Linked DNA regions of Mus musculus: region 2 is linked to region 1. A link is a contact called in public targeted proximity ligation data. All regions are on one chromosome and are shown on one strand. The core of a region is the stretch at or near the end of the contact, and the rest is flanking DNA. Distances in the headings are between cores, read along the strand shown.

Evidence for each region.
Region 2: a contact with region 1 is called in a targeted proximity ligation map of pancreatic cancer cells. A contact is called at or near these places in 2 of 39 promoter capture datasets (both in liver), 1 of 130 datasets of targeted methods (pancreatic cancer cells) and 2 of 9 other capture datasets (adipose tissue and pancreatic islet).

The regions. Positions count from the first base shown.
Region 1 is chr19:3,850,402-3,853,101 of GRCm38.p6, forward strand. Chka (choline kinase alpha) reads left to right here and starts at 1,372. Exons shown (of 12, transcript NM_001271496.1): 1 at 1,372-2,012. The coding sequence starts at 1,675. Gm51271 (predicted gene, 51271) reads right to left here and starts at 415; the gene lies at 366-415.
Region 2 is chr19:4,081,153-4,083,852 of GRCm38.p6, forward strand. It overlaps Cabp2 (calcium binding protein 2), which reads left to right and starts at 1,336. Exons shown (of 6, transcript NM_001160253.1): 1 at 1,336-1,715. The coding sequence starts at 1,554.

The sequences.
Region 1 (2,700 bases), core at 122-2,621:
ACTTGTCTGGAGTTCAACTCCAGGCCTAGCTCCACGGGATCGTCCAAAGTCTCTTTTCATTTGCACTCCTTCCCCCGCCCCCCCCCCCCCACTCCCCAGACAGTCTCACTATGGAACTTGGGCTGTCCTGAAACTTACTGTGTAGACTAGGCTGGTCTTCAGCCCATAGAGATCTGGCCTCTGCCTCTGTGCCTCTCAAGTGCTGGGATTAAAAGCATGTGCCATTATGCACAGATTATTTGCACTCTTTTGTTCAGTAAGATCACTTTTGGGGGAGTAAGTCCAGATAAGTACCTACCTACTCTTTTTGAAGAGTTTTTGGCTTCCAGCAGACTGTGAAAACCCACAAAGAAGCCATTTTCTGCATGCTGGGGTATAGCTAGAAAGAAATCTCTCTTTCTAGCTATACCCCACAACACAGACCTGTAGTTTTATATTCTTTGTAGCCTCAATTACTTCCTGGAAGGACTGAATGATGAGACCAAAGAATGAGGCAATGTGTGGGCATACAGCATAGGGGCCTTGGCCCCCTTCCATGCCCTAGGGCAAAGGTACATTAGTCATGGTCACGCGACTGGACAGCCCGGAAGAGGGGGGGGGCAGATGACAGCATCCACAAAGCCAGGAATCGCGAACCAAGCACCTTTGGCCGGCAATTCTGGAGGCCGTTGAGGCCAGTCTGTTAGGAAGATGTCCTGAGAATCTAGCTGACATCCTCAGCACCACGGACAGGGAAACTGAGGCTGCAGGCACGTAGAGGGGGAGGCTTCTCTCTGAGCGGAGAGCGCAGCCAGCTGGCAAGTGGGTGTGTGGCCTTGACCCAATCTCTTTTTGATATTAGACCTGCAGATGGATAACGCCTCCGGCCAGGAGTTGTATTGGGCATGGAAGCATCTCGAACAGGGCCTCGGAAATGTTGTAAAAACACACCCACAGAGCTCCTTTGGGAGCTGCCTTGCCCTAAGGTCACGCGGAAAGAGCAGCCAGCCTCCAGACACCATTTTCCTGCAAAGTCCCCGGGGCCTTTCAAATCATCACTTTCAGACCTGGGGGCGTCTAAGGAAAGTTTCCCTTTCAACATCCACTCTAGGGTCTGCCAAAGCTGCAGAAGCCTCGCCTCTCCTGCCCTAAGAGGCTCGAGTCCGCAAAGGCGCCACCTTGTGAGTGCAGGCAATTGAGATAGCCTTTACAGGACCCTCGCGACCCCTAGACAAGGCCCCGCCCCCGGTGCGCCGACCCCTCCCTCATCGTGGACTCACCGCCTGAGCCTAGGAGGGGCTGTGCCGCAGCCAATGGGAAAGCGGCGTGGCGAGGGTGGCGGCGGTTGTGATGCGCCAAAGCGTCCAATCAGCGGCGAGCGCGGGGGCGGGCGGTGACGCTGGGCTCTCCGCGTGCAGCGCTGTAAAGGAGCGAGCGCCGCGGCCCCCTATAGCAGTCGCCTGCCGTCAGCCTCCCGCGCTCGTCTCTCGTTACTGCTGCCTGACGTCCATTGCTGCCTCTCCCCGCCGTCGCCGACGTCGCCTCCCCGCGCGCTCCCACAACCGCCGCCCGGCCGGTCAGTGAAGCCGGCGAGCCATTCCCCGCGCCGGCCCCCAGAGGCGGGCATCCAGCCGGACCCTGAGTGTGGCCCTCTCGTGCTGTGGCCGCCCGCGCCTTCTCGGCCGCTTGTCCAGCATGAAAACCAAGTTCTGCACCGGGGGCGAGGCCGAGCCGTCGCCTCTCGGGCTGCTGCTGAGCTGCGGTGGCAACGCTGCCCCGACGCCCGGCGTAGGGCAGCAGCGGGACGCCGCAGGCGAGCTGGAGTCCAAGCAGCTTGGTGGCCGAACCCAACCTCTCGCGCTGCCGCCGCCGCCGCCGCCGCCCCTGCCGCTGCCCCCGCCGCCATCACCGCCGCTAGCGGACGAACAACCCGAGCCCCGGACCAGGCGCAGGGCCTACCTGTGGTGTAAGGAATTCCTGCCCGGAGCCTGGCGAGGCCTTCGCGAGGACCAGTTCCACATCAGTGTCATCAGGTCAGTGGCTGCGGCACCGCGCGGTGGTGGTGGGGGCGGTGGGGGGTGAGGCTGGAGGGCGGGGCGGGGCGGCGGCTTGGGTAGAGGTGATCGCCGCGCCGGTGTCCGGAGCACAAACCCCGCAGCGCGGAAGGCCGCCTGCGGGCGAGCTTTGAGAAAATGTGTGCTGGGTTGCCGTCCCTTGCGGAAGAACAATACTATGTAGTTATACAAGCACATTCTGTACCAAAGCTCAAAATAGATGTGTCTAGGAAGCCGTTTCTCTGCGAGGGCCTTGAATGAAAAAAGGGATGTTGTTCCCAGCACTCGGGAAGCAGAAGCAGGCGGATTTCTGAGTTCGAGGCCAGCCTGGTCTACAAAGTGAGTTCCAAAACAGCCAGCTCTACAGAGAGAAACCCTGTCTCGAAAAACGAAAAAAAAAAAAAAAAAAAAAGGAAAGAAAAGAAAAGAAAGAAAAGAAAAAGGGATGTTGTGGCTGGGCTTTAGAAAAAGAGGGAGGAGCCGGGCGTGGTGGCGCAAGCCTTTAATCCCAGCACTCCGCAGGCAGAGGCAGGCGGATTTCTGAGTTCAAGGCCAGCCTGGTCTACAGAGTGAGTTCCAGGACAGCCAGGGCTACACAGAGAAACCCTGTCTCGAAAAAACAAACAAACAAAAAAAAAAAAAAAAAAAAAAAGAAAAGAAAAAGAAA
Region 2 (2,700 bases), core at 86-2,585, 230 kb after region 1:
TGTTGTGTGGTCCCCAATGCTGGCCTGGGACTAGAAACCACCCTGGGGTTTCTTATAATCCAGACTGGACTGGAACTTACTATGTAGCCAAGGATAACCTTGAATTTTGATACTTCTACCTCTGGGTATTTTACAGGTGTACAACACTTTGTCCAGTTTTTTTTTTTTCTGTACTGTGTTGAGCTCAGAGTCTTTCTGTATGCTAGGCAAGCACTCTACCAAGGGAGATATAGGCCCTGCCTCTCTCCCCACTCTCCCTCCCGTCCTTGATGTTTGCAAGCTAGTCACTGAATCGATGATAGAGTCACTAGCTCAGATGGCAGACATGGCATGGGATCTGGTTCCCTGGGACAAAGGCTGGTGCAGAGGGCATGTGAATAAATCATGAGGGGCCCACGACAGGCCAGCAGGCCACAGCTGACCTCATTCTGGAAGTGAGAGTAAGCTGCTGTGTGGTGAGTGGCTGCAGTGTGGCAAGGGGCAAGGGTCTGTGTGGCACCTTTATTCTTGTTCCTTGAGAAGAGCTTACAGGTCAGGGGGGTGGTTCACCCAGGAGGTGGGGAAGCAGAGGTGGAAACAGAGGTATCCTGGGACTCCAGATGGGGAAGAGAGGAGCAGGTGGCATACTTTTCCAGAATCTTGGAGCTGTCCTGGGAAAGAGAATGGTGGAGGGGTGGAAAGGGCAAACAGGTAGAGCAAACCGAGAAAGAGCCCCTGTAAAACAGTGAAAGGGCAGAGAGACAGATAGATGGACAGACAAGCACACACAGAGAGACAGACAGACAGACAGAGACAGAGAAGCAGAGACAGGGAAACAGAGATACAGAGAGACACAGAGACTGAGAGAGACAGGAAGACAAAGACAGAGACAGACAGACAGACAGACAGAGACAAATAGAGAGACAGACAGACAGAGACATACAGACAAACAGACAGGGGCAGAGAAACAGAGACACAGAGAGACACACAGAAAGGGCAGAGAGACACAAAGACACAGAGACAAACAGGAAGACAGAGACAGAGAGAAAGAGATAGAGAGACAGACAGAGAGACAAAGACAGAGAGGGGTTGAGGGGGACAGAGAGAGGTTAAGGCACAGAGAGAAACTGAGGGGAACAGAGAGACTGAGAGGGCCTGAGGGTCCTGAGAGTACTGGTCTACCAAGACATAGCATAGGCCAAGCCAAAGCAGATGGAGAGCAAGCAGGATACGGAGCAGGAAGAATGTGTTAGGACCACGAACCAGAGAAGTGCAGGCAGGATATGGGACTGAAGGAGGCCAGCCAGCGTGGGAGCCTGGCCACCTGGATCAGCGAGGAGCCCCAGGGTGGAGTCTGTGGTCCTGTGAAGGTTGGGAAGCACTCTAGGAGGTAGGTGAAGATTTCAAAGATGGATTATGGGAGCAGCAATGGAAGAAGACAGTGACCTTAGAGGACTCGGGCTCTTCTAACCCCCAGAGCTAGAAACAAAAACATAGCCACAGCTTGCACTGAGCCACCGACCTACAGGTGGAGGAGACCCAGCTGGAACAGAAAACGTACCACACCTACATCCATGGCCCTACCGGAGGGCCCAACAGATGGCAGCCTCCCTGAAGGAGACTCCAGTCCATCCTCAGGCACTGCAGGACCCAGCCAAGACCTAGCCAGCCCCACTACTCGCAGAAGGGCCCTTCTCCGTGAGCTGGAAGCCCAGGTGCAGGCTGCCTACGGACAGGTAAGGGGCAGGAAATGTTCTTTTCTAAAGGACCCCAAATCCCAGCTGGCTATAAAACACACCTAGAACCAAGTCCACATACAGGTGACCAGAGTGGTCAGGAGAAGTTAGGGGATCCGCCTGCCATCTCTGTTGATGCTGAGGGAGCCCTTCATGCACCATGACAAGCCCTGAATGGATACAGGGTTTTGATAGGGGTGCACAGGAACTCCAGAATGGGCCAAGATAAAAGCAAGCAGGCTCTCTCTCTCCCTGAGGACTTCATCTCCCAGCTCCCAGTTGACACATTGGGAGAACTGGGAATCCAAGCACTGGGTGCCTACTTCTTCTGGAGGGATCCAAGCCTGCTTCTGAAGGTGCTGATTGGGGGAGATTAGTGTAAGGCTGAGAGAGGGGCTGATTGGAGGGGGGGCTGATCAGAAGACCCTCCCGAGGGAAGAGCTGGGAGACTGTGCCTTCCAGGGGGCCTTTGCTCTGAGTAAACCCACACACACACTCACAGAGATACTCAGAGATAATCCCGGATTGGATTAGGGCCCAAGCCCCGGGCCCAGGGCTCCCCGCCTGCCCACCCGCTCCTGATCTTGCCCACAAAACCCCAGGAAAATCCTCTCCAGTGCTCCCAGGCTGTCCCTGGAAACAGCAGGGGGCTGGCAGAATCCACAGCATCCTCCCAGGACTCCGGGCCTGGCATGGTTCAGAGACCCATGGGGAACTGTGCCAAGACGCCATGGCACCGGGGGTCTAAGGTAGGAAGGTGAAGGGGAGAGACATAAGGCCAGAAACCTGGGTGGCCAATGCACTGGGCAGGTAGTACCCAGAGACCTGGGGTACTGGGCTGGATGAGAGATTGGCTCCAGAGGAGATGGAGGGATATCTGTGTGCTCCCCTGCTAAACTGATAGGCCAGCTACGCATTCTGTGCAGGCCTGACTCTCTCAGCTTTAACCCGGCTGACCAGAGCTAGAGGTCAGGTCTTGTTCTCC